Linked DNA regions of Mus musculus: all the other regions are linked to region 1. A link is a contact called in public HiCAR-type, HiChIP or PLAC-seq, Micro-C and promoter capture Hi-C data. All regions are on one chromosome and are shown on one strand. The core of a region is the stretch at or near the end of the contact, and the rest is flanking DNA. Distances in the headings are between cores, read along the strand shown.

Region 1 (2,911 bases), core at 206-2,705:
ACTGATCAGAGAAATCCCTCTTAGATCCTGTCTCTGGCTGGGAAGGATGGCGCAACTAGGGCTGATAAGTGAAAAATGGTGTATGCATTACAAAGACCAAAAGGCAGGCACTGGTAAAGAAAATACAAACACCAGTCATCATGTGAAACGCCAAATAATCTAATTTTATGGCCTTAGGATTTTTAATCGGGTATGTCTTGGTTCCACGTTTGTATTTACTTTTTAAAAACCCCACAACTTAGCTTCTCTCCAAAACAAACACTAAAACCATCATCACTGCATCGAGTATTCGTAAGAAGGGGGATTCTTGAGGAAATTCGGTTCTGATGACACTCTTGCTTTCAGAAGGACTATACTGGAGGACATATTTAAACCGCCTTTGGGAGCCTGTTGCTGACAGGGCCCACATCTAAAGGATGCCAAGTAACACTAACACAGCCTGGGGGGTGGGGTGGGGGTCATCATCTAAATGCGAGCCTTCATTTCTCTGCTCAAGAAACCTATCTATCCTGGCTCCCTCAAGTCATCGGCTGTCCCCACACCCGCTCTGGGCTGGAGTTAAGGGTTAACGGGCGCCGCGTATTTTCACGAGGGAGGGCAGGAAAGTGCCCTTCACTTCACTTAGGCCACGGTCATGATCACTGAGAGCAGCAAGACGGCCCCTCATCCCCCACCAGGCAGGAGGCCGCAGACGTGGAGTGGAGCGGAGCGGGAGGCCTGGGGAGGCTGGGGTGGGCGGTGGTGGGGGCTGGAAAGGACGAGAAGTGTTAGGGGGACAAAGGGAAATGGAGCTAGGCTGAAATCACCGAGCGGAGGGGTGGAGGGAGACGAGCCCGCGAAGAGGAGGGGGGAAGCCAGGGCAGAAGAAACGACTGGGCAGAGATGAAGACTACAGCCGAGTGGCGAGGCTAAGACCGAAAAGCCATGGCGGATTCCGGTTTAAAAAAAAAAAAAAAATACCGAGCTCTTGTCCTTCAGGAAGTGGGGGAGGGAGGACGGGCGCCGAGGCCGCGGCGCGCGGGGGCGGAGGCGGCCGGGGAGCCGAGGGCAGCGCAGGACCGGGGACCCGGAGACACTCAGGACGGGGGCGGAACGGCGGGGGGCAGGGGCGGCCTACGGCCCCGCGGGGAACGGTGCAAGGGCGGACCCCGGGGGACAGTGCGAGGCCTGCGACAGGCCCCGAGGCCGCCTCGGAGGCGCAGGGGGTGCGGCCGTCCCCCCGCAGCGCGCTCCCCGGGGCGCCATCTTGGCTCGCTCCCGCGCCTTCAGGGACGCGCAGCGGAGCGCCGCGGCCGGCGACTCCCCGGTCAGGCCTCGGGCCCGCACTCACCTGAGGGCGGGCGGCGGCACGAGCAGGGGCTAACGCAGGGCGAGGCGGCCGGGGTGACCGAGCGTCCAGCGGGCTCAGCTCGCAGCCTCACTACCACTCTGCGATAGCGGCTCGGCGACGGCTCCACCGGAAACCAGCCGACCGCGGCCAATCAGCGTTCGGCTGCTGACGTCAATGCGCCTCGCTCTGGCCAGGGCGGTTGCCTTGGCAACCTTAAAGGCGCAGACGCCTAGGATCCTCCTCCAACCCCATCCCCACCCCCCTCAAGCCCACCACCGGCTACTCCCACCCCCTACCCTTAGCCCGTCGTCATCTAGCTAGAACCGTTCTCTTGCAGGGCACCTCTCCATCTTTATCTTGTCGCGTATACGTAGCCCCTTCATCGCTCTCATCTTTTTCCTTCTCTTTCTGCTAACCCGTTTCTGTCTCCTTTATTGTCCCTTCCTTACCAGGTGTGGTGGGGGGTCCTCTAGATTGTTTAGCTGTTCGGAGATCTCAGCCTCTCCTCGGTTCCTCGGTGGCTCTTGCGTCTGCCTCCCTCCACGCCTCTGTCTTTTCTCCCTCCCTTCGACCCTCCTACCGCAGACCCACGTGGGACGATTCGGTGACAGGTGGGCGACTCCGCCCTGGGTGCTATGGGACGGCAGGGAGGGGGATGGGGTTACAGGACGCTGGGCGGACAAGGAGATCCCTGCTGTTGGAAGAGGAGGAGGCCCTAGCGGATCTACCACAGCTGAGCGCAAGCGGATGCTGAGATGCTCCTGATGGACAGAGCGCGCATCCTGTGTAGACCCCCGCAATACCCGGGGTTCCGGACTCGGGCCTGTCATCCGGTCCAGGAAATCTGAGCCCCTATCAAGCCTCTGCTTGGCTAATCTGACTACTGTCTCCACAAGTGAGCTGTCATCAATGGAGGCCCTACCGTGCCTACAGAAGCACCAGATGTAGGGAGACTTCCAAGAGGAGCCCGGAGTCCTGATAATGCCCTAGCCTCCTATTATGCCAGACTGCGTCATGGGCAGTACAGACAGATGGGCAGATCAAATCATTGACCAAGCAAGAAATCTGAGCTGCATGAGAAAACAAGAGAAAAGGCGACTTCATTATTCCTTCAGTCAACTTTCCCCTTAAGTATGTGAAAATGAAAGCAAGGGACACAATTTTAGGCATATGAATTAAATAAATAAAGTGGGCCTAAATAAATACATAAATAAAATAGGCCCCTGCAGTGTGTGGTTCTGAGTAGCTGCAAGGTGTTGACAGCCTCATCGTGTATGTGCTAGGGCAATGTGCGTAGAAAATATCACGGATTTAACACTTAGTACCAAAAAAGGTTACAATATCTCCTGCATAATTTTCACAGTGATCCCCAGTTAAGATATTTGGGTTAAGTGGTGTTTGTAAATTTCACCTTTTTAAGCCTGACTTTGTCTTGGAATACCCAGACTATGATAAGGGCTCTGAACATTAGTTATGATTACCCCCCCTAGTAGTCAGAGGAAGGAAGGGGGAAGAGAAGGAAGCCGCTCCCTCTGCAGCCTCTCACCAGGATGTTGATCAATGGCTTCTTTTCCAGAGATG
Region 2 (2,911 bases), core at 295-2,794, 830 kb before region 1:
AGACATACTCTCTAGCTTTCCCAAATGCTTGCTGCCCCTGACTCTGATCTCTGCTTATACTTCATGGCAACATCATAGGACATGGTACCATTTTCTAAATGAATAAAAATGCACACCAGAAAAGCTTGGTGATTTTTATAAAGAAACACAATTAATGACTACACTGAGTAAAAACATCATGTCACCCAATCCTCAGCCTTGACCAAAGGAGTCAGAAGAGAAGAAAGAAGTTAAAATAACTGGATAAAGTGCCTTACCCACTCCACAATTCCCATGTAAATCAAGGGAATCAAGGGATGGGTTCCTAATACTCAGGCTTCCAATGAAAATGACTAATCCACCCAAGCCTGGGGCCTCTGGGTTCATCAGCTCTGCCAAAAGTATCAAAGGATGGAGCCAAGCCTGACAGCTCAGGTTGGATTTCCAGACACTGGGCTCCTCACATCCAGAGTTGAACATATTAGTTTACCTGAGGTGGTCACCGTTAGCCACACAAAGCTTAAACCTGGATATTCTTGTCAATTATTCAATATTTTATTCCTCTGGGGAAAGAACCAAACTTAGTAGAAAATTCTTTCCCTGGAAGACCAAATGTATTCTAAAGGTTGCCTAAGACAACCAGTGAATACCAGTGATGGCCTAGTTTGATAATTATTTACTTATCTACGACTGTATACAAGGAACCAGCTTGTTGGTCACTGTTACATGTACTGTTCATTTATTTGATTGAAGACCCACCTGCTATGCAGATAAACAGCTCCCTGGTTACTATTACATGCATTGTTTGTTTATTTTATTACGTGGTCAGAAGCATGAGTAGATCATGTATATAAAACAGCTTTTTGACCTTCTGTGATACTCAAGGAGCTATGTCTCCACTTCAGTGGGAAGAATTAACATCAAAAGACATAAAATGCTTTCAGATTCTTCAATAAGATAATAGCATGAGAACCCGGAGCTCCACCATGATGAACTCTCACTACAGAGGTCAAGGGCTCTCATTTACTAACCAAGAACTACTAGGTCTGATCTCACATATAGCTAAGAAGGCCACTGAGCCTCTGGCATCCCTAGCTCTATATGCCAGCTTGCATGCATAAAAGCTATGCCATAGAACTAAATAATTTGCAGCGTCCTTTCACTGGGTAGCTATTATGATAGACCAAGATCTGGGCCACAGATGAGGGTTTCTCATCTCAATAGTGATCCTCTCACTTGATCCCACTCTTGAAGAAGGAACTTAAGCTTGCTGCAACAAGAAATCATGCCTAAACGAAGGTATGCAACTGGAGAAGCTTAGAGTCCAAACATGAAACTAAGCTGAAGGACTCTGCACACAGCACCCGACCCTTGAATAGTCTGCCGTTTCACTTCCCGAGTGAATGAGAAAAACTCCCTGACACACATACCAAGTGACTTGTCAAGGTTAAACAAACTGCTAATTATTAGCTTAGAATTGAATTTGAACTAGTTACTAACAGTCAAGGGAGATGACAACTCAGAAAACAGAGGCAAAGACAGTGACTCAGAACAAGCATGCCATAAATCCACACAGGGTGAGCTAAGGACCGGCCTCCAGGCTCTCTGCTCTACCCCAGCACGGCAGGAAGGGGAAAAGTAAAAATGGTACTTGTCTCTATCTGACAACACATCTGACTAGAAAATTACAAAATCCAGAAGCTCTGCGTCAGCCAGTGTCTCTGTGAACAAGGACAAGGTTGTTCTAAAGCTAATAAGAAAAGACTCTTTCAGGGGCCAATGTAACTTTGGAATACATGTTTGTATATGTACATGTGTGTATATGTAGACATATGTGTGTATATGTGTGTGTATTACAAAAACCTAAGAAAACAAAAAAAAATTAATTTTCCAAAAGAGCAAAATAGGAGAAACCACATTCCCTATGACATAATAAGATATCGTGAGCCCAGAGAAAGAGCAGAAAAGTCAAGAGAACAGAATAGAAAAAAAAATGCAGAAATAGCCCAATTACTATCAGACAAATGAAAATGGCAATTCAACAGGGAAGGGACAGTTCACAGCCATCTGAACTACATCAACTGGAAATGTGTCAACAAAAACAAACCCAAAACCCTCAGTGCAATAGACAGTGTACAAAACCTGAGCTCCAAATGGACCTTGGGTTTCAAGGTAAAGGTACAGTTTCTAAGCAGGATCACTGAGAATCCTCAGGGCCAGAGGTAACAAGAGTTCTTATGTATCAGAGGCATAATCTGTAGGAAGAATAACAACTAATAAATAATATTCCAGGGCTGGAGAGATGGCTCAGCGGTTAAGAGCACTGACTGCTTTTCCAGAAGTCCTGAGTTCAATTCCCAGCAACCACATGGTGGCTCATGACCATCTGTAATGGAATCGGATGCCCTCTTTTGGTGCGTCTGAAGATAGCTACAGTGTGTGTATATATATATATATATATATATATATATATATATATATATATATATATAATCAAAAATATATAATATTTCATCAAATCAAATTTTTCTGCCCTGTTTAAAAAAAAAAGCCCAATGAAAGAATGAAAAAGATGAATTACATGCTGAAAGAAGTAGTGTCAAATGAGATAACTGGGAAAGTCCTTGTGCGTAGAATACATAAATAACTCAACAGCCAGTCACAGGAAGGCAGGGTAGCTCAGTGGAGAACAATCTCGGCTTTACCAAACCTGGGGTCCTGAGCTCAGTATCTGGGAGCCACTTGGTGGAAAGAGAAAATGGATTCCCTCTGAACTCCACAGGCAAGTACACACACACACACACACACACACACACACACACACGCGACCACTTGTATGGCTAGTGAACTCAAGTAAGTTCTCGCATGTGCGCCAGCATGGCTTCCTTGGTTATGAGAACACTGTAGAGTTGTATAAGTTGTTAACAAGCAG
Region 3 (2,911 bases), core at 282-2,781, 780 kb before region 1:
GGGAATCGAATCCTTGCTGACAGACTCCGGAGCAAGAGCCTTTACCTACTGGACCCAATCCCCACGAAGTTTTCATATGCCTCGCCCCCCAGCCGCCCCAACTACTACTTTCTTGATATTGCTACTGTACTACCTGATGTCTGATGTCTCTGTACTCTCTGCCCCCTCCCCCACCCATTCACAATAGTTTGTGATCTTCGGGAACAACTGAAGTCTTACTCCAAATTAAGGTAAGCCAAGTGAGGGGCTGGGGGGGGACCATCAGTCTGGTCCCAAGAGCAAGTTCACAGACACAGTCCGGTCCTTCCATTATTATCTCAGAGCCTCCCGGGGTTCAGCACTCAGACTTGGGTCAATTGAGAGGTGAAGAATGCAGAGTCTACAAATTTCAGTGATCGATTGCTATAGAGCAGGCAGGGTCTGATACTGACACAGGGAGCTGGGTAAGCATACAGAACCCCCTTAAGCGGGCCAGGAGGGGAGAAGGACATGGTACCTTATGTTGCCTCAGTCTATGGCTCAGTGAATCCAGCTCTAACCAAATGCAAAAATGGAAAGAGTGGGATGGGAGGGAGACACTACAGAACACTCTGGCACTTAAGCTACAACCAGATAGATGTACAAAATCTGAAGGAAAAAGAGAACTATCATTCAAAGGAACAAGCAAACGTATAAGGAGGATGATTAGATAGATAGATAGATAGATAGATAGATAGATAGATAGATAGATAGATAATACATTTAAGTGAAGTAAAATGAGTAGTTATTTTTAAAGAAGAGGTCTGCAGAGATGGCTCAGCCATTAAGAACACTAGATGCTATGGCAGAGGATGGGGGTTCAGCTCCCAGCACCCACATCACGCTGCTTACAACAGTTGTTAACCCCAATCCCAGGGAATCCAATGTCGTCTTCTGGCCTCCAAGGGCACTCACTGCCCTGCATGTTTGTGGTGAGCATGCACTCGAGCCGGTAATCAGTTACGCACATAAAATAAAAGTAAACCTTTTCAAAGAAAGGCACAAAACACATCAACAGTGCAAGTTAGAGAGCAGCAAGTGAGCTGCATATAAACTGGATGCTTTAGAAAGGCGAAGACAAGGGGGAACCTCAGCAAGCCAATCAGGGAAACACCAAGGTTGCGATCAAGCAATAGGACAGGAAAAGTGTTGCACATTAGTAGACACAGCCCCCAACCCCCCAGAGCTGCCATGGTTGAGGTCTCAAGGACGTGTGGATGGTGCACCCAGAGAACTCATCCTATCCTTGAATCGAGGCTCTGTAGTTGCTATTATCTTCATTGCCAATTCACAGAAACGGAAGCTGAATTTAATAAAGCTTTCAAGGTTGCACGGCTTGTACAAGTCGCGGAAGCGTAGTTAATGTGTGATTTTTTTTTTTTTTTTTGTCCTCAATACAATCCCGGGTAGGGAAAGATGAATGAGGCCGAGTAAGGCACCGGATGGTTTAATGTGCACAGGCTTAGAAGGATGACATCATTATGGAGAGAGGTTAAGAAACAGATGACGAAGCAGAACCGGAAGAGACCAGAAGGCAAGAGGAAACACACGTTGTGTGCTGGAGCAGTGAAGAGTGGTGGCAGACGTAGAGGCACAAATGTTACTCAGGGAGTAAGACTGTGGGCCTAGAGTTTCAAGGAGTGGGAGGATTTCAGGGGACAGCTCGAGCAGTCACATGATGTGAGACAGTGCTCAGAGGACCGGATTCAGTGCAGTGTCCCTGGACAAAGTCCTGCCTCAGGGGAAAGCCCTTTCTGGAAAAAAAGTCCACATATGGGAAGTAGATGGGGAAGCCATGAGGAAGCAATCAAATAGATAGAAAAATAAGAGTGATCTATCAACAAAATAGCTAAGTGGATTTCCAGTAAGTTAAGGTAGTCAGCACAATCCAAAGAAGTTATTACATTTTTTTTAAAAGGGTCACTTCCTCTTCCACTAACGATTGTGTTAGACAAGGTCATATAAAGCCAGGTTTCTTTATATAGGAAGTGGCAGCAGGGCCATTTCCTCAATAGCCCCATAAAGACTACGTTGGACGTAGCAACTGGGTGCCCCTCTAAACCACGGAGATGTAAGGTAAAAGCTATTAGGGAGTCTGGACAAATGTCACCCAGCAGTAACAGACACCCATCACTCCAGGCATCAGTAAAGCCAAGGAGAAATCTGTACTTTGACCCCCACCTGGGAGTAGCAAGGAGATACTCCTGCCTACCTACCATATTTGTTTGTCTTTTCTTGTGATAAAACATTAACCAAAAGCAACTTATGAAAGGAAAGCGTTTACTTCATACTATACTTCCAGGTAGCACTCCATCACCAAGGGAAATCAACGCAGGGATTTAGGCAGGACCCTAGAGGCAGAAACTGAAACGGAGACTATTAGAAGAATGCTGCTTGCTGGCTCATTCTTCATGGCTTGCTCAGCTTGCTTTCTTATGCAACCCAGAGCCGCCTGCCCAGGGATGGCACCACTCACAGTGAGCTGGACCCTCCTCATCAATCACTCCTCAAGAAAATGCCCCCATAGGCAGACCCACAGGCTAATCTGAAAGAGACAATTCCTCGGATGAGGTTGCCTCTGCCCAGTTGATTTTAGTTTGTGTCAAGCTGAGAAAAAGCACGGGCGTGCGCACACACAACAGAGATAGCAGAGGTCGTCAAAAATAATACAACATTCAAAGACACACCACTCTTGGAGCTGGGGAGATGGCTCAGTGGTTAATAATAATTGCTCTCCCCCCCCCCAGCCCCCAGAAGACTTGAGTTCGGTTCCAAGCACCCATGTAGAATGGCTTACAAACTCCCACAACTCCTACTCTAGAGGATCTGACATCTTCTTTTATCTCTTACAAACAGACACATATACATGATAAATTTATAAATCTCTTTTTTA
Region 4 (2,911 bases), core at 147-2,646, 750 kb before region 1:
GGCACCTAAGCAGCTCTGCAGTTTCTCCATGCAGGACTTTTTTTTTTTTTTTTTTTTTTTTTTAGTTCCCTCTACAGAACATCAGTAAGTTTGCAAAATACAACCTTACAAAACATTTTTTTAATTAAATTTGAAAAAGAAAAAGAAGGCAACCATAGTCCTGAACTTCTGACCAAGTCTATGCAGTTACACACTTAGAAGATTTCACTGTAGTTGCCAATGAGACAGTAAAGTCTCAGGTTTGCTCTAATGCTCACAAACACGCTCACCCCCTGAAATCCTCCCCCACACACAAAAGCATCTTCCAAATGGCCAACACATTGAGGTCTTCCCCTCTGCAAGCAACTGATACAAAGTATAAAACCTCGGAAGAGCAAGACTTTTTTTTTTAAATAATAATAATAATACACTGCTCTCCAGACTTCACCTTTACTTCCCTTAAAAAATCAAAAGTTGCCTAATGTCCACAGCGAAATCAATAAAAATGTAAGCTGAATGCTGCCACCGCAGTGGTTCCTTCCCCCCAAAGAATAGAAGATCACAGAAATTTCCTGCTAGTTTAAAGCGAGGTTTGCCTTTCATCTTCACCTCTGAGACTTTTTGAAAGTTTGGATTCCTGTTGCACACAAAATTACTGTGAATATGCGTGCATACTAAAGAAATGTACTATTATATAAAGCATTGCACATTTGGACGCTACCAACCTGCTATATCTCTCCTGACCGTGCAAAAGGCAGAAAGGCTCGGTAATCCTAGCAGAAGAATGCAAATAATGTCAATGCACAGCTCAACTGCAAGCCCTGCCTTACAGGAACTCTCTGTGTCTGCAAAAAAAGAAAAAAGAAAAGAAAAGAAAGAAAAGAAAAGGAGAAGAAAAGGAAAAGAAAAGGAAAGAAAAGGAAAAGAAAGGAAGAAAGAAAGAAAAAGACACACACTAAACAGGAAATGCAACTGAGCTGTGGCAAACCTCAAACTTAAAAATGCAATCGCCGGGCGAAAATTGCATCCATGCATTCACGAATGCATGCATAAGCCTTTGCATTTTTTGCAACTAATGCAAACAGTCTCTTACCTTTCGACTGAGACATTTTCCCCTTTCCTTTGATGGGGGAGGGGAGCACAAAAGACTTTGCCTTGCTTCTCTTCTGTAGCTAGTTTTGCAACAAAGATGCAAGCTGCAGGCGTGCAATCTTCATGCAAGTGGAGTTTCTCTTGACCGATGCAGCAGATGGACTTTCAGGGAGTCAAGGTGGAATTGCACACCTTGCAAAACAGTCTAGAAAGTGATTTTTCCCCCAGTTGCAACGTTAGGGAAGGCTGTGCTGCAGCTACATGATGGGCCAGGGCTGGCAGCTAAAAGCTCCAAACTTGGAACTGAGTATCTTAGTGCGCAGACGTCCTTCCTGCGAAAGGCGCGAGGCCTGCTGGGTAGTGTAGTTCTCCTGTAGAGTCCACGCGTCTCTGATTTAAGGAAACGTGCTCCTGTAGGTGGCTGAGCTAGATGACTGACTAAGCGCGACAGAGATCTCAGATAAACATCGCACGTACACTCTTTAGTAAGGGAAGGGTGACAAACAGCGCGGTCCATGATAGGAGGCTTTTTCTGTTCTAGAAAAACCCCTGAATCAACAGCTTAGAGAGCACAGGGGTAGCGAAGACGCTTTTGGCACCCCTAGACTAAGGTCTAATTGGGGGTTCAATGTGGCTTTTTTTTTTTTAAACCGGCTCAGTATCTGTGAACTGCTCTGTCTGTAGACCGTTCACCCTGACATCTCATTTCACAACAAACATTTTTCTTGAATGGAGATTTTTGGGGTGATTTGACTCTTCAGACAAGATACAAAGTTTTTTTTTTTTTTTTTTTTTTTTTAATAAGAAGCGATCCAGGTCAGTTCTTTTCAAGAAAGCAGAATTTCAATGCTGGATAGGGATTAAGGAAGAGAGATTTACGAAGTTTCTCATTTCTTACACAGTTAGACAGGAAAATTTGTTTCATATATATCAAAGGCCAATTTTAATCAAAATTAAGGTATTTGATTTTTTTTTTTTCTTGCCTGAGGCAGGCGGGGATGAAGGAAAAAGTCCCTGGCCTTGAGAAGAAAGGGCGGCTGGTGGAGAACAGTAACCTTACGTGAATAAAGTCTACTATCTTGAATGTTTTTCAATACCATCAAGAGATGTTTGTTGGAAGTCCAGAGTTTGCTAGGCATCTTCCCAGGCTTTGGATTTTTCCTTTTTCCTGCAGTGCTTGAGCCTAGAGCTGGACTGTGTCTTGGTGGGGGAAAGCCTCCCGCTTCACTGGGCAGTTGGAGATGCAAACCTTCCCTGAAAGGGGTACAAATCGCAACACCCCCACCCTCACCTCCACCCCTTTCCCACCCACTTCATTTCGAGGCAGAGAGCTCGGGCTTGGCTTCCATTGCGCCTAGTAGAACACCTTCAGGAATGTTCTTTCAGAGCGAATAGGGAGGGAACGGTGGTTTCAGGCATCTGATCTATAGGCAAATCAGTGGGGGAGTAAGGGCCACCTGTCCATTCCTGGGACACTGAGAGTACCAGGTTGCCTTGTATACAAGCGTGGTGGTGGTCAGAATATACTGGGTGTGCGGGATTATTACAGGGCTTTAACAGCTTGGCCTTAACTCAGAAGCTCGAGGGTGGAGATAAATGGTTTTGAAACCGGGGAACTTAATCAAAGCATTGCTTTAAGAATGTAAATTTTCCCTTAGTGATCTAGGTGGGTTGGAACTGGGAGAGGCTAGAGATAGGTCAGGTCAATTGTGGAAAGCCACAAGAGCCACTTTGAGAGAAGATTCATGTGTGAGGGCTGCTAATGAAAATGTCTGGAATTGTATTAAGAATTCTAGGAAGCCAGGACCATCTGAGTAATGCCGGAATCAGAGAGAAAGCT
Region 5 (2,911 bases), core at 132-2,631, 730 kb after region 1:
GGAACGGGGGGACGGGAGCGCCCTGGGCTCTGGCCGGTTCTACCCTCAGACTGAGCCTTCACCAGCGCTCCCGGCACCTAAGCGCGGACCCGCGGATGGGAGGGGGAGACTAGTGGGGAAAGAAGTGGGAGGGGGCGGTGGAAGGGCGGGGAGGGCAAGCGGGGGGCGCCGCCACCCTTTCATCCCACCTTCCAAAAGCACTCGCATGAACACGCACACCCCAACTCATCCACACCCACGGCGACTCGACCCCCGAGGGCGAGCTGCCCGTCTCCGCCTCCGTCCCCAACGCCACTTGGAGAAGTCTCCCTGACCGGCCCCCCGCCACCCCGGACCCCGCGCAGGGGAGGGGACTCCAGCTCACCGCGCGCAGGGCCGCCCGGCCAAACCCCCCGGAGCGCTGGGCGCCGAGCCCGCCGCTTCCCCTCCGCGCGGGCCCGGAGCGCGCCCCGAAATAGCCGGCCTGCCAACTTCAAAGCGCCGCCCCGCACATCAAAGCGCGCCGGCCGCCGGACCGCCGCGGCCTCGGCACTCACCATTGATCCGCTGGCGCACTCCTTGCGGAGACCTCGCAGGCGCCGCGGGCAGAGCCCCTGCCCGGGTCCCCCGCTGGACTCGCAGAGGCTGCCCCGGGGCCCCCCCGGGCCCGCCCGGGCGTGGGGAACATGAGGAGTCTCGCGGAGGCGGAGGAGGGGGTGCACGGAAAACAACGATCCCGAGGTCTGCGCCGGGTTTTTTTTGGGGGGGGGGATCGTGCGCCCCGCTGCCCCTTTTATGCAAAAGATCCGAGTGGGCCTCCGCCCCCACCGCGGCCGCCCCCGGCCCCCGCCCGGCCGGCTTTCAACCCAGGTCCTGTTTCCAGCAGTCACTAGGCGCACCAAATGTCCTCCGGGCGCTTCCAACAAAAACTGCGCTGTGGATTTAACTGTGCACTTCAAAGGCGCGAGCCGAGCGCACGGTCCTGGAAGGGAGGTATGCGAGCCGCACCCGGGCCAGCCCAGCGCGCTCCAGCGCCCCTTTTGGGGGGCCGTGCAATCCGCACCCCTCTACTACCCCGGCCTGCTCCCGGTCGCCCCCTCCCGCGGCCCCGCGCCCCGCTGCCAACCGCCCCCGGCCGCACGGAGCTTTCTTAGAAACGGCTGCGACGGGACCGAGCCTCCGACCCCACCTTTTACAGCAAAGCTCTCCTTTGGGGAGGCGGACGCCTCGGCCTCCGGGTGGCCCCGAAATCCATCGCGAACGGCTGCTTATTTTTATTTCCCGGTTCTTGGGCTGTTACTGAGTTGCCAGGACCTTATCAAAGCGCAGCCGGCTCCAGCCGACTCCCCCGGGCCGGGCTCGGGGAGCCAGTGATCCCGCCGCGCCAATCACAGAGGCGCTCGGCCGGCCCGCGCGCCGCCCGCCTTAAAGGGACAGCGCGCGCCCGCTCTGCCCCGCCCCGGCCCGGCCCCCGTGGCACACTCAGCTCCCGCGTTAACCCTTCCTTGGCCCTCGTCTGCCCCCCGCCGGCTGCTGGCGGCCCCGGGGTGTTCTCGGCCGGAGTTCTGATTGATTTCATGTTTCAAGTTCTCCAGCCTCTGCTCATGTCTCCTCCCCCTGCCTACCTAGCGCTCTCCAGCTCTAGAATGCCAGTTTCTCTCTGGCCATTGCAAGAACTGCAATAAAGCACCCGCCCCCCCCCCGCCCCCCTCCATCAAATCAAACACGTTCCTACCTTTTTTCAAATTTCCCTGGGAATTTGGAGAGCCTTCTGGTAGGAGCTAGATCCGCTGGCCAATTCTTAGGGCGTACTCTGACTCAGAAGGCATGATGTGTGTGTATGTGTGTGTGTGTGTGTGTGTGTGTGTGTGTGTGTGTGTGTGCACTTGTGCTCCAGTATCTATTTGCACTAATATAGAAATAGTTTGTGGACAGTTGTGTTTGGATGAAGATGGGCGGTTGTGAATTTGTCTCCACAGTGGAATCAAGGTGCGCACCTCAGTTCCCCAATATTGCAACCTTACACATCAGTCAGCACCTTCCTTGCACACTCATGGACCTCTTTCCCCAACAAATCCGTGCCCACCACACTCTCCCAAAGGGCTGCCACCATCCCATATGTTACTTATTAAACAGCCGTGGAATGCCTCCCACACATACGCGGTGTTAAAGTATTAAAAATTCACCCCACTGTCACCTTCGAATTCCTTTCCACATTCTCCCCAAAATATTTATAAGGCACGGGCCTTAAAAAAATATGCCATAAGTTCAGAACACTTATTCATTCATCTGTTGTTGTAGAGCATTTCCCCGTGGATGAGCTGATAAACTTGCGGGGGGGGGGGGGGGGGGGGAATGGAAGTGAGTAGGTAGCCTGATAGAGTTCTTACTTCACAAACGCTCAGTTCCGCCCCAACCCCTGCACCACATAAGCCAGAGTTGGTGACACATGGCTGCCACCCCAAGGTAGAGCCAATCAATAGAATGAGAATTCCAAGACCAACTTAGTAAAATGGAAGCCAGCCTGGGCTACCTAAGGCTCAATCTCTCAGAGACAAAGCAGTAACACAACAGCAGCAACAAAATATCAACAGCGGAGCCCAGGGCAAAGTAATCCAAAGAGAGGAAAGCCGAGAGAAGCAAGGGCCTGGCCTTCTGAAGGGAGGGCGAACATTCCGCTTTGGAGACTTTGAAACAGGTAAGAAACATGGCTGTCCAAAGAGGGAAAAGTGTCCCCCATGTTCTACTGGAGAAAGAACCCGGGCTGCAGCAAAGGGCCAGAGAGCTCACACACCTTAGGCCTCAAATTCCACAGCCTAGAAAGGAGGCCCGGTGGGTCTCATCCTCCTGCTCTTCCTCCATGGTCAATGTACCTGGGTTTCCTTGCAACCAGAGCTGACCTCTCTAAAGCCAGCAGTCCCGGCTGTGAAAT
Region 6 (2,911 bases), core at 220-2,719, 730 kb before region 1:
CTGAAAATTTTTACAAGTTCAAAAAACAAAAACAAAAAACTTCAAAAGTCTAACCTGTGCTAAGTAGAACATATTTGCTGCCACCTTTTTTTTTTTCCTGAAATGTCATTACCATTTCCTTTGGTTACTATGACTTCTAAAGCCAAGTTTCCTACCTCAGGGGGAAATATACATATATTTAACCACTTATTTATTCCAATCAACTTAACTTTAGGAATTAATGGTTTTGAAAAGATAACGAGTGAAAAAAATTAAGATTTCCATTTTTCAGGATGCCTGAAATTTCATCAAAGACAAAAGTTTCTGCAGGGTTAAACATCAACCAACAACCCATTAAAAAGTGAACTGAGCCTTGTCTCCGGAAAACAGTACCTAAAAGAAACAAAGACACAGGAGTGTTGGTGAGATGGTTCAATGGTTAGAGCCGCTCTTGCTGAGAACCTAAGTTTGTTTCCCACATCCAATATCTGGGACCTCAGTACGGCCTGGCCTGTGATGTCAGCTCCGGGGTATCAGGCACCTTCTTTTGACTTCCACAGGTACCTGCACATACACCTACTTAAATAAAGTTAAAGTCAAAAGAAATAATCATTCATAGAGGAGGAAATGAAGACCTGGAGAGCCAGACCCCTCAGTGGTGGGCGGTATTCCAGTCTCCTTTTCTATCCATTTTACATACTGCCTTGGATGCAGGATGACACCTTATATGAAATCATCTTTCTAGTCGCTGTGTGCACACACTCTGGGTTCTATTTCTGTATTCATTGGAATAGACAATTTAGGTGATGCACTTGAAATACTCCCAGAACAAAGACCAATTTCCGTGAAGGTTATGAGCACTCCTGAGTTTTACAAATACAGAGGGGGGAAAAAACTGTGTCCCTGTTGTTGTAACATTTAGATAACGAAATGTGCCAGGTTTACAGAGTCCCTCGATGAGCCTCAGGAAGCGAGCCCACTCTGCGTATTGATTTTATTTGGGGATTCACAGACTGGCTGTAAACAGTTCCCAAGCAGCACGACATCAGTAAATAACAGTGAGCGGTGCAGAGCGTGGAGGGCTGAGAGGATGTGGGCCCTAGCCCAGAACGTGCGTTCCTCTTCTTCTTCTTCTGAAAGCGAGTGTGCCATTGGTCTGTTTGTCGTCCTTAGTCTAGGTTTTGGGATCAGAGCACGAATCTGTGTGCGACTGCAACCAACCACCTGTTTTCTTCAAATGGAAGTGAGAAGGTCGCCTAAGGACAATACATTAATCCCTTTGGCACCGCGTAGCCATTTGCTTGTTTTGTTTTACTTAGAAGAGATGCTTGGAGCTTTGAGTAGAACGGCCTCCCAGTTGGACCCGTCACGTGACTCCACCCAGACTCTCCGCGTGCTGTCCAAACACACAGTAGTAATGTAGGAGATTCCAAAGTTCAGAGTAACCCTGAGCCTTGGCTCCCTCTGCCTTTCTCCGGGGATGTTTACACACTGACGCCGGCTTTAATTGCACCAATGGTGTCTTGCAGGAGATCTGAGTCCCTTGACACAGGCAGGAGCAGTGCTCATGTTTAAAACGTTCCTAAGCGCCTGGATAACTGCAAATCCACGTATCGCAAGAAGCGCAGCTCCTGCACACTGCCTTGCTTCCTTTTCGTGAGCCCAGAGATTGCCGGCTTTGTCTGCCGCCCAAACTTCCCCTGAAGTTCCTCCACGGTTGGGGGCACAGTCCTGCCTAAACTTGCTTCTGTCACATTCCACACCCAGGGCAGAGTTCTGCATGTGGGAACACCATGCCCTTGCCCGGGACCTTGTTATGTAACAACCATAAATGCTCTGGTGTGCCTGTGTACAAGCTAGGAGGAAGAGGCGAAGGCAGAACTCAGTTTTGAAGCCAGGTGTGGTGACACATAGCCGCAGTGCCATGAGCCAGATGGCTGAGGCAGAAGGAGTTTGAGGGTAGCCTAGGCTACACAGAAAGACTCTTGTCTCCAAGTAAACTAGCAGCAGCTACAAAAAAAAAAAAAAAAAAAAAAAATCAAACTAAGCCTCGATTTCATTTCTATGCAAAAGAAAGCATTGGGGCACTCTCTCAGAGTGTGGCCTAAAGGCAGCTTCCCCTGTTGTAGTGAATGCACTAGAAGATCACAGAGGGTGACTGAAACAGGAAAAAAAGGGTAGGAGTTCATAAGCCTTGTTTTAGCCCTCAGTGCAGAAAATTACAGCTGGTTTAAAGTTTTCAATAATCTGCTTTATTAACTGATAGTTGGATTCTAGCTGCTGAGAGACCAACATGTTCATTTAGGTATATCCAGACACAGGAGTCATAGGATGTCATTTGTTCACTCATTCACTGATTCACTACTCACTCATTCATCCACTCACTCATTCGCTCACTGATTCACTATGCATTCACTCATTCATTCATTCATTCATTCACTCACTCGCTGATTCATTCACTCATTCACTCACTGATTCACTATTCACTCACTCATTCATTCATTCATTCATTCACACATTCATCCCTTTGGTCTGTTTTGCAAGGAAGATCAGAATAGTGAGTGATGAAAGTGGGCCTTCCGGGCTGGTGAGATGGCTCAGTGGGTAAGAGCACCCGACTGCTCTTCTGAAGGTCCAGAGTTCAAATCCCAGCAACCACATGGTGGCTCACAACCATCTGTAACAAGATCTGACGCCCTCTCCTGGAGTGTCTGAAGACAGCTACAGTGTACTTACATATAATAAATAAATAAATCTAAAAAAAAAAAAAAAGAAAGTGGGCCTTCCTATCTCCTTTGGTGACCTCTTTCTTCTGAATGGTGTGTGCTTTTTTTGTGTTGTAGATAGAAAGACCTTTGATTGTAAAATCAACTTTAGATAGCTATCAATAGTTGGCAGTCACAGCAATTGTTTTTTTTCTTGAAGATGGATG
Region 7 (2,911 bases), core at 139-2,638, 710 kb before region 1:
ATGACAAATCTCTCAACAGATGTTATTGGAAAGCATAGGATTAAAACAGGTCTGGGATCTTCCTAACAACAATTCTGTGAGCACCCCCCACCCTATCCCATTCCCCTTTGGTGACTGTGACAAATACCTGAAACCTTTCAAAGGAAGATTTCCTTCAGCGTGTGATCTCAGAAGTGCATGGTTGTCTTGGGACTGGTAAGACTGAGATCCATGGCGAGAGAGGGCACAGTGGAGCTGATCTGCTGATCTCACGGTGTCTGGGGAGCAGAACTAGATAGGAGAGAAAGGACCGGGATAAGACGGAGTCTTGCAAACCCAACTCTCATGACCTACTTCTTGCAGCTAGACTCTACCTTAGACAAAGCCATCAATAAGGACTAAGGCGAATACATCTACGCTTCCATTTAGGGCTTCAATCCAGTAGCTTCCTTTAGTCTCCATCATAGCCTGTTCCACATACAAGGGGAAAAGTGGTAGAAGTGAAATCCTGAGGTCAGAGTGTATGGACATTGCTCTATGGCCATTGCTGTGCTGTGAACTCTGCTGCCTTTAAATCCATATACTGGAGACCGAAGCCCAAATATGATCAAATCTGCTAATAGAGTTACTGAGAGATAATGGTTCCTAACTAAAGAGGACTTTGTTTTTATTAGAAACTGAATATATTTCTTGTTCTCCATCTCATTTCCACCCATGCAGCAACCTACAAGAAGAAAGAGTCCTCACAAAATATCAAATCACCCAGGAGGTTGATCTTGGACTTCAAAGGCACTTAATCTATACTATTTTGTTATAGTAGCAATAGCAACAGACTAATACACACATTTTAAACACTACGTGTGACCTAGATCAATAAGTCAGTTTTAGGAAGTTATTAGCAGTATAAACTAGTCTAGGGGCTGGAGAGATGGCTCGGCAGTTAAGAGTGCATACAGATCTCTCGGAAAACATGAGTTTTGTTTTGCTTTTCCTTAAGACCCATGTTAGTGAGGCTCACAGTTGCCTCTAATTCTAGCTGAAAGGGATCCAATGTCCTTTCAGACCTCCTCAGACACCCCACACACACTAACACAAATGTATGCACACACACACACACACACACAAATAAATAAAAACAAAGTCTATCTTTAAAATAAACAAACATCATTCTATCAACACACATCCCCTTACACCTTCAACCCAACATTCATAGGATAAAGGATATAAATTATTAAATTCTTTCTTTGCACTATCCCACATAGGTCTTTACTAACATTGTACTGGGCTCTCAAAAAAAAAAAAAAGGTGACCATTCATAGCATAGACTCTTTGTGATTGAACAGTGACAGAGTGTGTCAATAGAACCATGTCTGTTGACAGTCATCACGAGGACAGATGACAATGGCGTGAGTCAGTGCGTGAGTCATTTTTCCATTCTGACTCTGTTCCCGTCTCACCTTCTCCATGCAGTGTTACTTTCCTGCGAACCGTGCTTTGTTTTCCTAACTTTGCCCTGAGTTGGCACCAAGTCTCCCGAGATGAAAATATCTCTCACGTCAGTCCTCCTGCCTCATAACATTCTCAAGCTGTTTTCCCCATTTTAGCATTTCGAGGGCCATGCTTTCCCACCGCAGCCTCTGAAAGCTGCCTGGGTTTCTGGGAAAGCGATGCCTACCGAGTTGATAATTGAACAAAGAAAATTAGATCCACCTGTACTGGCCAACTCAGGCAAACGGTGCATCAGTATCAACCAAAGGGTATTTCAAACACCAATTAAAAAAGAAAGATGTACTTCCTTTTATATTATGTGCGTTAGTGCTTCGCCTTCCTGTATCTGTGCATTATCCCTGTGCAGTGCTCTCTGGGCCCAGAAGAGGGCATTAGATTCCTCTGGAACTGGAATTGCAGAGCAGTTATGTAGGTTTTGAGTGGAAGGAAGATCTTTACAAGAGCAGCCAGTGCTCTTAGCTGCTGAACCATTTCTCTAATCCCTCAAAACTCAATCTTAACGGTGTTCTTTTCTCATGGAAAACTCAAGCAGGAATGTTCTCAGCCCAGAAACTCTTTTCCTATGGACTCTGAATTTGCATCTTAATGTTATTTTTATACCCTTATGCTGATTTTTGTCTATTACATAAATAGAAAAAAAAATCAAAATCAACTAGAAACTAAGAGTTGAGGAATTGAAATAGAAATTTGGCCAGTGAGAACTGAAGAGAATGCAAAACAAAACAAAACAAAACAAAACAAAACTGTTTCCCTTGGATAGTTAAGATGGCAGTCATAGCTGGGTGTGGGGGTGCATGCTTTTCATCCCAAAACTTAGGGGGCAGAAACAGAAGGATTTCTGAGTTCTAGGCCAGCCTTGCTTACAGAGTGAGTTCCAAGACAGCTATGGCTACACAGAGAAACTTTGACGACAGAGAGAAAGAGAGAGGGAGCGAGGGAGAGGAGGAGAGAGGGGGAAGAGGGGGAGAGGAGGAGAGAGGGAGAGAGGGAGAGGAGGAGAGAGGGGGAGAGAGGGAGGGGGAGAGGGGGAGAGAAGGGGAGAGAGGGAGGGGGGAGAGGGGGAGAGAGGGAGACAGAGACAGAGACAGAAACAGAGAGGCAGAGAGAAGCAACATGGCTTCTTCTGTTTGTTCAATTTAGAACTACAGATATGCAAATCCTAATTTACTCAGTGCTTAATGTGCTTTAGACAGAACAGGGACCATGCGATGGTGGGTGCCATATACTTGGAATTAAATTAGTTTCAAATTTAGTATTTTGATGTGGTCATTGCAGTGTGGAAAAAGATGTCTTTCTATAGGAAACTATTTGACTCTATACTAAAATGTAATACAATTGAATGCAGCATAGAGAATATTTTTGTTGGTATTTTCAATGTAGACTTTTTGTTTCTGTTTTTCTTTTTTCTTTTTTTCATATTTAT

The links. Promoter capture Hi-C pulls out the DNA fragments that hold promoters and counts their contacts. Hi-C and Micro-C count contacts between places; a contact is called where the count stands out from the background. HiCAR-type assays count read pairs that join an accessible place to other places. HiChIP or PLAC-seq counts read pairs in DNA pulled down with a chosen protein or histone mark.
Region 2: a contact with region 1 is called in a promoter capture Hi-C map of liver, with 2.7 times the contacts expected there. The contact joins the enhancer-like site here to the promoter of Prkar1a in region 1. A contact is called at or near these places in 3 of 39 promoter capture datasets (hippocampal neurons, liver and stem cell-derived epiblast-like cells), 4 of 115 datasets of contacts at active chromatin or transcription factors (astrocytes, bone marrow-derived macrophages, large pre-B cells and 1 more) and 1 of 9 other capture datasets (macrophages).
Region 3: an H3K4me3 HiChIP or PLAC-seq map of bone marrow-derived macrophages shows a contact between it and region 1, with 3 times the contacts expected there. The contact joins the enhancer-like site here to the promoter of Prkar1a in region 1. A contact is called at or near these places in 2 of 39 promoter capture datasets (liver and stem cell-derived epiblast-like cells) and 4 of 115 datasets of contacts at active chromatin or transcription factors (astrocytes, bone marrow-derived macrophages, embryonic forebrain and 1 more).
Region 4: a contact with region 1 is called in a HiCAR-type map of astrocytes, with 4 times the contacts expected there. The contact joins the promoter of Map2k6 here to the promoter of Prkar1a in region 1. A contact is called at or near these places in 2 of 39 promoter capture datasets (liver and pre-B cells), 1 of 484 Hi-C or Micro-C datasets (CD4 T cells), 4 of 115 datasets of contacts at active chromatin or transcription factors (astrocytes, bone marrow-derived macrophages, embryonic stem cells and 1 more) and 1 of 9 other capture datasets (macrophages).
Region 5: a Micro-C map of embryonic stem cells shows a contact between it and region 1, with 3 times the contacts expected there. The contact joins the promoter of Axin2 here to the promoter of Prkar1a in region 1. A contact is called at or near these places in 2 of 39 promoter capture datasets (embryonic stem cells and pre-B cells), 8 of 484 Hi-C or Micro-C datasets (CD4 T cells, CD8 T cells, embryonic stem cells and 2 more), 13 of 115 datasets of contacts at active chromatin or transcription factors (DN3 thymocytes, the SCID.adh cell line, astrocytes and 8 more) and 1 of 9 other capture datasets (liver).
Region 6: a contact with region 1 is called in an HNF4G HiChIP or PLAC-seq map of pancreatic cancer cells. The contact joins the enhancer-like site here to the promoter of Prkar1a in region 1. A contact is called at or near these places in 1 of 39 promoter capture datasets (liver), 1 of 484 Hi-C or Micro-C datasets (CD4 T cells), 6 of 115 datasets of contacts at active chromatin or transcription factors (astrocytes, differentiating embryonic stem cells, embryonic forebrain and 3 more) and 1 of 9 other capture datasets (macrophages).
Region 7: a contact with region 1 is called in an HNF4G HiChIP or PLAC-seq map of pancreatic cancer cells. The contact joins the enhancer-like site here to the promoter of Prkar1a in region 1. A contact is called at or near these places in 4 of 39 promoter capture datasets (embryonic stem cells, hippocampal neurons, liver and 1 more), 9 of 115 datasets of contacts at active chromatin or transcription factors (the NIH/3T3 cell line, astrocytes, embryonic forebrain and 6 more) and 1 of 9 other capture datasets (macrophages).

The regions. Positions count from the first base shown.
Region 1 is chr11:109,649,493-109,652,403 of GRCm38.p6, reverse strand. Prkar1a (protein kinase, cAMP dependent regulatory, type I, alpha) reads right to left here and starts at 1,455. Exons shown (of 11, transcript NM_001373913.1): 1 at 1,331-1,455.
Region 2 is chr11:110,483,839-110,486,749 of GRCm38.p6, reverse strand. All of the region lies in intron 2 of Map2k6 (mitogen-activated protein kinase kinase 6), which reads right to left. Among named protein-coding and RNA genes, the nearest start is that of Gm39446, 8.5 kb to the right of the region's middle. Within about 2 kb of position 1,544, at least 7 of the 459 cell types and tissues checked have an H3K27ac peak or open chromatin away from gene starts, as enhancers often do. A contact at or near this core is called in liver and pancreatic cancer cells, where this site is marked.
Region 3 is chr11:110,426,016-110,428,926 of GRCm38.p6, reverse strand. The region is part of intron 1 of Map2k6 (mitogen-activated protein kinase kinase 6); the gene reads right to left. Among named protein-coding and RNA genes, the nearest start is that of Map2k6, 28 kb to the right of the region's middle. Within about 2 kb of position 1,531, at least 115 of the 459 cell types and tissues checked have an H3K27ac peak or open chromatin away from gene starts, as enhancers often do. A contact at or near this core is called in bone marrow-derived macrophages and liver, where this site is marked.
Region 4 is chr11:110,397,587-110,400,497 of GRCm38.p6, reverse strand. It overlaps Map2k6 (mitogen-activated protein kinase kinase 6), which reads right to left and starts at 1,396. Exons shown (of 12, transcript NM_011943.3): 1 at 1,073-1,396. The coding sequence starts at 1,088.
Region 5 is chr11:108,918,819-108,921,729 of GRCm38.p6, reverse strand. It overlaps Axin2 (axin 2), which reads right to left and starts at 1,381. Exons shown (of 11, transcript NM_015732.4): 1 at 1,169-1,381.
Region 6 is chr11:110,378,674-110,381,584 of GRCm38.p6, reverse strand. No RefSeq gene overlaps it. Among named protein-coding and RNA genes, the nearest start is that of Map2k6, 19 kb to the left of the region's middle. Within about 2 kb of position 1,469, at least 179 of the 459 cell types and tissues checked have an H3K27ac peak or open chromatin away from gene starts, as enhancers often do. A contact at or near this core is called in differentiating embryonic stem cells, embryonic limb bud, liver and 1 more, where this site is marked.
Region 7 is chr11:110,356,903-110,359,813 of GRCm38.p6, reverse strand. No RefSeq gene overlaps it. Among named protein-coding and RNA genes, the nearest start is that of Gm39445, 21 kb to the right of the region's middle. Within about 2 kb of position 1,388, at least 52 of the 459 cell types and tissues checked have an H3K27ac peak or open chromatin away from gene starts, as enhancers often do. A contact at or near this core is called in extraembryonic endoderm stem cells, hippocampal neurons and pancreatic cancer cells, where this site is marked.